2 separate regions of the Macaca mulatta genome follow, and region 1 is linked to region 2. A link is a contact called in public Hi-C data. All regions are on one chromosome and are shown on one strand. Each heading gives the region's core, a stretch centred on a gene start, on an enhancer-like site or on the middle of the called end of the contact. The rest is flanking DNA. Distances are from core to core; before and after follow the strand shown.

Region 1 (4,704 bases), core at 1,615-4,114, 300 kb after region 2:
GATCTTCATGAGGGGGGAGAAGTTGGGGGAGCCAGGAGGCCAGTGTGAGGAGCCCCAAGCAATGGAAGGGGACAGGGCATGGTCCCATCAGTTGAGGAAGGTGGCTTTGCACCTTAGAGATGAGATGGATTATTGCAGGAGACAGGATAGAACCTGGAGGAGAAACTGGGACATTAAAGTTCTTTGATCCTTCCCAGGCTTCCAGGAAAGCCTGTTACTGAATCAGTTGAGGCACTGGGGGCTGTCAATACTTGTTTGTATCCCTACCACATCATCAAATACATACTGGGAGTCCTAACTGGCTGGGAGTGGGCTGGTCACTGCCCAGGTCACCTTGGCTGTCCACACTGTACCTCACTGGTCTGGGTCTGTCTGTCTAGGTAGTGACTGTATATCTATTACAAGTCCCTCCCCTCCCACAGCATAAGTTAATTTCTCTTATTTTCCCCATAACCCCTTCCCTCCCTGAGCCCTCCAATCTCTCCCCCAACCTTCCCATTGCTCCTACTTGTTGTACAGGACCACATCTGGGAGCCAGATGTGTTTGGAAGGGAGCCGAACTTTCTTCATATTGTCAAACTCTTCAGGTTTCCAGGTGAGGCGATAATCTTCCCACTCCTGGGAAATGAGAGAGGGAGGCAGTACCAACTTCTGCCCTGGGAGGGGCTCAAGGTTAAGGAAATGAACTAGAGGGGGCCCATATGGCTTGAGGGAGCTTTTAAAAGCCAGCCTCTTCCCCACAGTGACTTCTCTGCCCATCAAGTGTAGCTCATATGGTACTTTCTCATTTAATTTGCACAGCTAGGCCAAAGTACAGTATTAGAATCTACATTTACAAATGAGAAAATGAATCTTGGAGAGTTTAATATGTTTAAAGTCACAAAGCTGGTGAGTGCCATGATTCAAATCCAATTATTTAGGACTCCAAACTCTATACCTTTCTGCCTCTTTTGAGAGATTAAGAAAGAAAAAAGCACATGGGGGAAAAGGAGGAGACAGAAGGCCAGGGGTGTGGGTAGAAGAGAGCACTTATGCTTACCTGGGTCAGCCAGACATTGGTGGTCATGATCTGCTCCCGCTCATGCTGCAGGGAGGAAGAGAGGCTGCCGAGAAGGCCCCTCAGCCTGTGGGCTCACTGCCACCACCCAGGGTCCCTCTCACACCTCCCCAAGCCTTGGAAACACCAGAGGAGGAAGCACACCAGCATTAACACATTTTGGCGGGGCTGACTTCAGTAGCTGGGCAGAGAGTCTGGGACCCCCACTCACCACACTGATGAGCTGGGCCAGTGATACCATGAGCTGTACTGTGACCAGCTCAGAGCCATTGGTGGCTGGGCGGATAAGCTTGTTGTAGCGGGAAGGATCCAGGAGATGCTCCACCAGCCGCTCCTCTGTGTCTGTACCCCACACCCCTGGGCAGGGGAAAGGCAGGAAGAAAGTAAGCAGGCAAGGAGAACCCATCCAACATCCCACCCTCCCCGGGCAAATGGAACAATCCAGGCCCAACCAGTATCTGCCTACGTCCCTAAGGATACTGCAAAATGCTTAGATTACCCCCAGGGAAGCCCCAGATTAATGTCTTCGTAGAAAAGCCCCTCTCTGAGACCACTGACCAAGGAGTCCAGACAGCCCAACAGAGATGCCTTGAGACTAAGAACCCACTCTGCAAAGATTCGTGGAGACCAGCTCTTCCCCCAAAGTCTCAGAGGGCAGTTTGAGATTTCTGCTTCCATGGTTTCCCCAGCAAATACCTATGACTCAAGGGAGGTTTTGCAGGGCGGTGAAAGAGAACAGTTATTTGTCCCAGTTATTTGTGTCCCACAACACATGCCCTTTCTCCTGCTGATTGAGGAGAAAGCATATGTGTGGTGGGACACAAATAACTGTTCCCGTTCACCATTTACATGTGCAAATGGCATTATGTGCCTCACATAATGACACGTGACTGTGGTCACGACGCCATCCTCCCCTCTCCCTAAAGGCACTGAGTTGGAGTGGAATAGCTGGGCTGCCTAAGCTGTGGGTCAGGCATATATCTAGCCCCAAGTTTCACACACACAGCAGCCCACCCCCAGAGGTGGCCTGTAGGTGTGGAAAGCTCATTCGGTTGTGCATTCCTTTCGTGCCTGCCCTCCCCACAGTGCATCCCCCTCTGCAACTCTGCGCGAACACACCCCTTCCCATCCCCTCAGAGTTCCTTCCTAGTCCTCAGCCTGGCAGAGCTTCTTCCCTTCCAAGTCTCCTGTCCCACCCTACAAGAGGGTTGAAAAGTCCATTCCTTTCTCTCCCCTTCTCTGCCCCTGTGGGGTGACGAGAAACTGGAGCCCAATGGGGGGGATGGGAACCGATGGGGAGCCCAGGGAGGGGTGCTGGACCAGGTACCTTTCTTGAGATAATGATTCACAAAAAGTCAGATGGCATCTTAGCGCCCTCAGAGCCGGCCCTCCTGCCACCCCAGAACACCTAGGGAGATCCCCTGCCTCCTTGCTCTCTGTGCCTGCACCACCCCTACCACCGCTGGCCAGGTTTCCATCTCTTTTTTGCTTCACTTACTCCTTCGAGTATTGTCTCCTTCCCAGTGCAGCCTCCCAGGTGCTCTCTGCAGTCCCGGGGGTTCTCCCCTAACCCCCAGCAGACTCTCCCACCTCTAGGGAATCCCTTCTTCCACCTTCCGGCCTAGCAGGGGTGAGTCAGAGCACGCCGAGTCTTGGGCCGTTGGCTGGGGTAGGAGAACCTGGCCAGTGCCCGTCTTTCCCTTACCTGAGCACAGCCGGAGGAGGCCGAAGCCAAGGAGCAGCGCCACGGGGCCGCAGCGCCGGGCCATGCCGCGGGCATAGCTCGCTACCTCGCCTACACCGGCTGGAGCGCGCCGCCGGAGGGAGGGCCGCGGGCGGGGCGCTGTCCGTGGTGCTGAAGCCGCGCCCGCCTGGAGCTGGGCCCAGGTGGTGCCGGGCGCCGCGGTGGTTCCTGAGGCTCAGGGAGCCGGCTGCGAGGAGAAACCAGCTTCTCGCCTATCCCGGTCTGAGCAGGCGGAGGCTTTTCCGGCTGCTCTTCCAGGGAATACAATTGGGACCGTGAGGGGGAGGAGTCTGCGCCCCGGAGGCGGAAACGCTGGTTCCCAGAAAAAAAAAGGGGGGTCCCTGGGTGGGATAGTCTTCGATTGGTTCTGCCCGGGTAGGGTGTGGGTGAGGTAGAAGAAGGGCTGTCCCTCCACGGCACGGTGGAGGAGTTCTGAAGTCCTAAAGTTGGGGCAGGACCTGGAGAGTGGTCGGAGAAGGGACGCGAGACCCGCCGGGAAGCGGCAGCAGGAGTAAGACGAGTGGGTCAGGGCCTGCTTAGTACTGAGGGCCAGAGGGCCAGAACGAGGGTCGGGAGACAGGAGGAGTTTTCGGCCTCCTTTTTTCGCTTACCAAACCCAAATGATCCTGCTCCCCAGGGAGGCTGAGGATACAGCAGAGAAAATGCGTTTAGGCCCTTAAAGAGATAGGGGACTGTGGGTTTGCTATTTTTAAGAAAGCAAACGGCTTTGGAGTCTTGGAACAGCATCCCCTCACTTGTCCCCTTCTCTACTTCCCTGAAGTCCCTAAAAGGCTAAGCTTCCTGCCCACCCACTGAGGAGGTCTAGACTTGCCTGCAAAGAAGGTAGCCTTGAGGGTAAGAGTGGAAAGATGAATAGCCCCTATTCATCGGCCTTCCTCACCCCCTTCTCTTGACTCTAGCTGTTGGCTTCTGTGTGACTAGGGAGATCAGAGACCACTCACAGAGGCCTGACCAAGAGAGAAGCTAACACAAAGGAGACCAAGGATGAGAATCCTGAACTCTTAGCCCCTCTTTTTCCTTCAGTGGGTTTGTTGTCACTTTCAACCAAAATATTCCTAACGCAGACTTATCATACAGCAAGGCTCTGTCCTGTTCTGTCCCTGCTTACTTCAACCTCATCTGGGTCACTCCACCCGCAGCTCCACATTCCAACTATTGGCAAGGTCTTCAGGATCCTTGAACATTTTATCCGTGCCATCCCCCACACTTCAGGGACTTAAATGCATAGCTCTCTTTGGCTCTTTTATAACCCATGTTCCCCCTAATCACCTTCTACTTAACTTTGAGCATTTGGCAGGAATGTCAATTCCTCAAGGAAGCTGCGCTTGACCAAGGACTAGATCAGATACCTTGTTATATGTTTCCAGAGCATATCCAATGAATAAATGAATCCACCTGAGGCAGTGGCTGCCTCTCTAGATTATGAATCAACACAGTCCCTAAGGGCTCAACAGGTAAGGAAAAGGGCTAGTACTGGACTGACACTTTTTAATGTGTAGGGAAAATTCCTTTCTAAAAGCTCAGCTAGGGGCCAGGAGAGGTGACTCAAGCCCATAATCTCAGCACTTTCTAAGGCTGAGGCAGAAGGATCACTTGAGCACAGGCATTTGAAACCAGCCTGGGCAACATAATGGGATCATGTGTGTACAAAAAGTTTAAAAATTAGTCGGGCATGATGGTGTGTGCCTATAGTCCCAGCTACTCGAGAAGCTGAGGTAGGAAGATCACTTCAGCCAGGGAGGTCGGGGCTGCAGGTTGGGGTGTGATGGCGCCACTGCACTCCAGCCTGGGCAATGAAGCAAGACCCCATTTCAAAAACTAAACAAATAAATAAAAGCTCAGCTAAAAACAATGTATTTACCATGTCCCCAGGTCGTGGAAT
Region 2 (4,685 bases), core at 1,417-3,916:
GCTGGCTCAGTGGCATCAGCTGTCAAGTTGCAGCCCATTTCCAGATAACCACTGATCTTTGGTGCTGGCATAGTTAGGGCTCTACCCAAGCTATCTCTCATCCTCATCCATGATGGCAGGACATGTTCTGATAGGTCCCATTTGGATCCCACTGGCACCGCCAGGAGAACTGGAGGCAAGAGTCTGGCCAGAAAGGTTAGCTGAGGCAGAAGGCAGCTTATGGGGGTGGAGTGAGTACAGAAATACCCAGGCCTGGAGTCTGTTCTCCAAAATTGATTTTTCACAGCCCAGAAACTGTATCCAGCACTAAAAAACCAACAAGAACAGCACATTTTTGCTACTAACAACATATTCATGATAATTTATTAGAAGATAATTAAATCTAAGTATGCGATCTGGAGCCTTGAACCAAGCAGGTGGCTCTGTTTGGGGATGGAGGAGTGGGAGGGAAATCAGGAATACAGAAGGGAAGGGCAGGGAAGGCAGAGGATGCTGAAGGGGTTGGGGGTGGGTGCTAGAGGGCCTGGTCATGGGAAAACACATGAGACCCCAGGCTTGCATCTGAGGCCAGGGGGAATGACTATGTCATTGATAATAATAAGAATCAAGATTATTATTTTATATTTTATTTTTTTTTAGAGACAGGGTAATGCTCTGCCACCTGGGCTGAAATGTGGTGGCACTATCACAGCTCACTGTAGCCTCAAACTCTTGGGCTCAAGCAGTCCTCCTCCCTCAGCCTCCTGGGTAGCTGGACTACAGGCACTCGCCACCATGTCCAGCTAATTTAAAAATTTTTGTAGTGTCTGGGTTTTGCTATGTTGTCCAGGCTGGTCTTGAACTCCTGGCTTCAATCAATCCTCATGCCTTGGGCTCCCAAAGTGCTGGGATTATAAGCATGAGCCACCACGCCTGACCAGAATCAAGATTATTGTGCAAGAGCAATTGTCAGGTATCTGGGGTTGTGGCTTGTATTACAAGTAATATTTGGCTCTCAATCTCAGGGTTAATGGGGGATTGAAGAGGTGAGAACTGATATACAGAGGGGACTCTGGGCTCATCTGGGGGGAGCTCTGTCCCTCCCTGACCTGGACACTTGCTGCTTACCAGTCAGGAGAGCTGCTTTAGAAGTTTCCTATGTGTATATGTGTGCATGTGTGTGTGCATGGGCTAGTGTGTGCACACAACCATGTACACACGTGCATGTGTGTCCACTTGCTTACATGTTTTCTGAGTGTGTGTCTGTGTATGTGTGCATGGATCTCCTACCCTTTCCTCTTCCCATCTAGGGAGGGAGCTGCACAGAGGCCAAAGGGTGATGGGGAATCAAGAGCCAGAGAGGAAGAGGCCTGCCTTTTAAAACCCCAGGTGTGCTGGGGAATTCCCTCTTGGTGACTTCCTTTCTGATTCCTAATGCTGCTGTGGTTAGAAATGAAAATGAATTCAGCTCTGGTCCCATCCTTTGGAACCCCCTCTGCACACAGTGGGAGCTTAATAAATACTTGATGATGATGCTGAACCTGGGAAGCCAGCAGCTGTTCCTAGCTCTGACTCTCAGAGCCCCATGGGACAAATCAGGCAGGGAACGACCATGGGGGGGGGGATCTTCAGTCTTCCTGCCAGATCGCCCTGTGACTCCATGCCCAGCTGTTAGGGAAAGGGCTGGAGCCATGGTCCGCTTCACACACCCTGCTTTGGAGAGGCCAGTTCTTCCTCAGCAGCTTCTCTGGTTTTTCCCCTATCCAACATTTGAACAATATTTATTGAACAACCACTTTGTACTGAGTATCATAGTGGAAATGCATCCTGGGAGACAGTATAGGATCTGTAGGGTCAGACTGACTAAGTTCAAATCCCAGCACCTTTAATTACAAGCGGGGTGACATCTGACAAGTTACGTATCTATGTTTGAGTGTTTGAGTGTTTTTTCCCCTTTCCTTTCTCTCCTTCTTCTCCTCCTCCTCCTCCTTCTTCTTCTTCCAATTTTCATCTGTAAAAGGAGAGTGATGACATCATTTTCGTGGGGTTGATGTGAGGGTTGGAAATAACAGAGAGGTGCCTGAACACGCGGCGTAGGCACTCAATCAATGGTAGGTGAGTTTATCCACCCAGTGTTAGGAGGCGTGGATCCCCCCTGCTTCTGTGACCTTGACGTTGTTACTCAACATCTCTAAGCATGAGGCTTTGTAAATGAGACCATACTGCCCACCTCCTTGGGTGTTTGAAGAATGTATCCGGATAATATATGTGAAACAACCTATCGTAAACCCTGGTGGTTAATAAATGTTTGCCTTCCCCTCCGTCTGCCCCCTCATCAGGGTGCACACCTCCCTTCCTTCGGAGGCCTTCTGTCCCTCCTCCCCATCGCCCAGCGTGAGCGAACATCCCTTATCGCCGTGGGCTTGCGGGTTGTGGCCATACCTGTCAGAGGAAAGAGGACAGTGGCTCAGCTCCGGGGTCGGGGAGCAAAAACTACAGTTCCCAGCCCTCGCTGCGCAGCCACTGGGGCCGGAGACGAGGACGCCAGGCCCCTCCTCTGGGGAGGAGCCTATGCGGGGGGCGGAGCTAGGAGGAGGTTGGAGAGTTAAGCCAAGCCAATGAGACCAGCTGCTAATAAGTGGGCTTGGCTTACAATGTAACAGTGGCAGGAGGAGGCGAGCGAAGCTATTGAGCCAGCGAGGAGTGAAGCTGATCCTGGCCTCACACGCTCCTAGAGGACCACCTCCTGGGAGAGTTCTTTCACCCCCTCTTCTTTCTCCAAGCTCCCCTCCTGCTCTCCCTCCCTGCCCAATACAATGCATTCTTGAGTGGCAGCGTCTGGACTCCAGGCAGCCCCAGAGAACCGAAGCAAGCCAAAGAGAGAGGACTGGAGCCAAGACACTGGTGGGGGAGATTGGATGCCTGGCTTTCTTTGAGGACATCTTTGGAGCGAGGGTGGCTTTGGGGTGGGGGCTTGTGCTGCAGGGAATACAGCCAGGCCCCAAGATGGACACTTCTGGGCACTTCCATGACTCTGGGGTGGGGGACCTGGATGAAGACCCCAAGTGCCCCTGTCCATCCTCTGGGGATGAGCAGCAGCAGCAGCAGCAACAGCAGCAGCAGCAGCCACCACCGCCAGCGCCACCAGCAGCCCCCCAGCAGCCCCTGGGACCCTCGCTGCAGCCTCAGCCTCCGCAGCTTCAGCAGCAGCAGCAGCAGCAGCAGCAGCAGCAGCAGCAGCAGCAGCAGCAGCAGCCACCGCATCCCCTGTCTCAGCTCGCCCAACTCCAGAGCCAGCCCGTCCACCCTGGCCTGCTGCACTCCTCTCCCACCGCTTTCAGGCCCCCCCCTTCGTCCAACTCCACCGCCATCCTCCACCCTTCCTCCAGGCAAGGCAGCCAGCTCAATCTCAATGACCACTTGCTTGGCCACTCTCCAAGTTCCACAGCTACAAGTGGGCCTGGCGGAGGCAGCCGGCACCGGCAGGCCAGCCCCCTGGTGCACCGGCGGGACAGCAACCCCTTCACGGAGATCGCCATGAGCTCCTGCAAGTATAGCGGTGGGGTCATGAAGCCCCTCAGCCGCCTCAGCGCCTCCCGGAGGAACCTCATCGAGGCGGAGACTGAGGGCCAACCCCTCCAGCTTTTCAGTCCTAGCAACCCCCCGGAGATCGTCATCTCCTCCCGGGAGGACAACCATGCCCACCAGACCCTGCTCCATCACCCTAATGCCACCCACAACCACCAGCATGCCGGCACCACCGCCAGCAGCACCACCTTCCCCAAAGCCAACAAGCGGAAAAACCAAAACATTGGCTATAAGCTGGGACACAGGAGGGCCCTGTTTGAAAAGAGAAAGCGACTGAGTGACTATGCTCTGATTTTTGGGATGTTTGGAATTGTTGTTATGGTGATAGAGACCGAGCTCTCTTGGGGTTTGTACTCAAAGGTAGGGGCTGTGGTTTCTCTTTATACCTTGAACAAAAGGAATATGTAGGTAGCAAGAGAGGGATTGAGAGAGGGGGATTGAAAGAGAGAGATTGAGAGAGAGAGAGAGAGATTGAGAGAGATTGGGAGGGAGACTGGGAGAGAGAGGTGGTGGTGGTGGTGAGAGGCGCTTGCTCAGTTATATTGAACACTCTAACTTCCCGTGGTTTTCCTTCTTGATCCCGGGAGAATTCATTCCTCGCTTCCTTTGGGGGGTAGGGGACATCCCCACACACTGTGTCTAATTTGCAGACTTTCTGTTAGGGAGGATTAAATAATCCCTTCTGAGAAATCCCTTTTCCTCCTGGCTCACTGGTACTAAAGCATAACCCAGCAGCTTAACGCACCAATTAATTACACTCCGCCTTGATGTGTTTGCCAGTTCCTGCGACTTCCCCTTCTTTCCTCCCCTCCCTGCTCCACTCCATTTGCCTGAGGATAAAAAAGAAATAAATGTCTGGGTGGGGGGTGGGGATTCCATACCATTGCCCAAGTCCCTTCTCTCCCTGTCTTCTTCCTCTCTTCCCAAGTTTCTGTTTCCCTCCTCTTCTCAGAAACACTCAGGCAAAACAGAAAACCATTCATGACCTGTGTCTCCTGAGGGCATGGGGTAAAAATATAGGTGGAGGAAATCAGTGGTCCTTTCCCTCAGGAGAGAGGACTCAGAATAAACCTGCTGCTGCTTTGTAAACATCTCCTGATAAAATGGCTACAGGTGTT

What was found. Hi-C and Micro-C count contacts between places; a contact is called where the count stands out from the background.
Region 1: a contact with region 2 is called in a Hi-C map of blood, with 2.4 times the contacts expected there. The contact joins the promoter of CHRNB2 here to the promoter of KCNN3 in region 2. A contact is called at or near these places in 6 of 14 Hi-C or Micro-C datasets (CD4 T cells, blood, cortical neurons and 3 more).

The regions. Positions count from the first base shown.
Region 1 is chr1:112,433,209-112,437,912 of T2T-MMU8v2.0, forward strand. CHRNB2 (cholinergic receptor nicotinic beta 2 subunit) reads right to left here and starts at 2,865. Exons shown (of 6, transcript NM_001265649.2): 1 at 2,763-2,865; 2 at 1,269-1,414; 3 at 1,040-1,084; 4 at 509-618. The coding sequence starts at 2,826.
Region 2 is chr1:112,136,819-112,141,503 of T2T-MMU8v2.0, forward strand. It overlaps KCNN3 (potassium calcium-activated channel subfamily N member 3), which reads left to right and starts at 2,667. Exons shown (of 9, transcript XM_077945287.1): 1 at 2,667-3,927. The coding sequence starts at 2,986.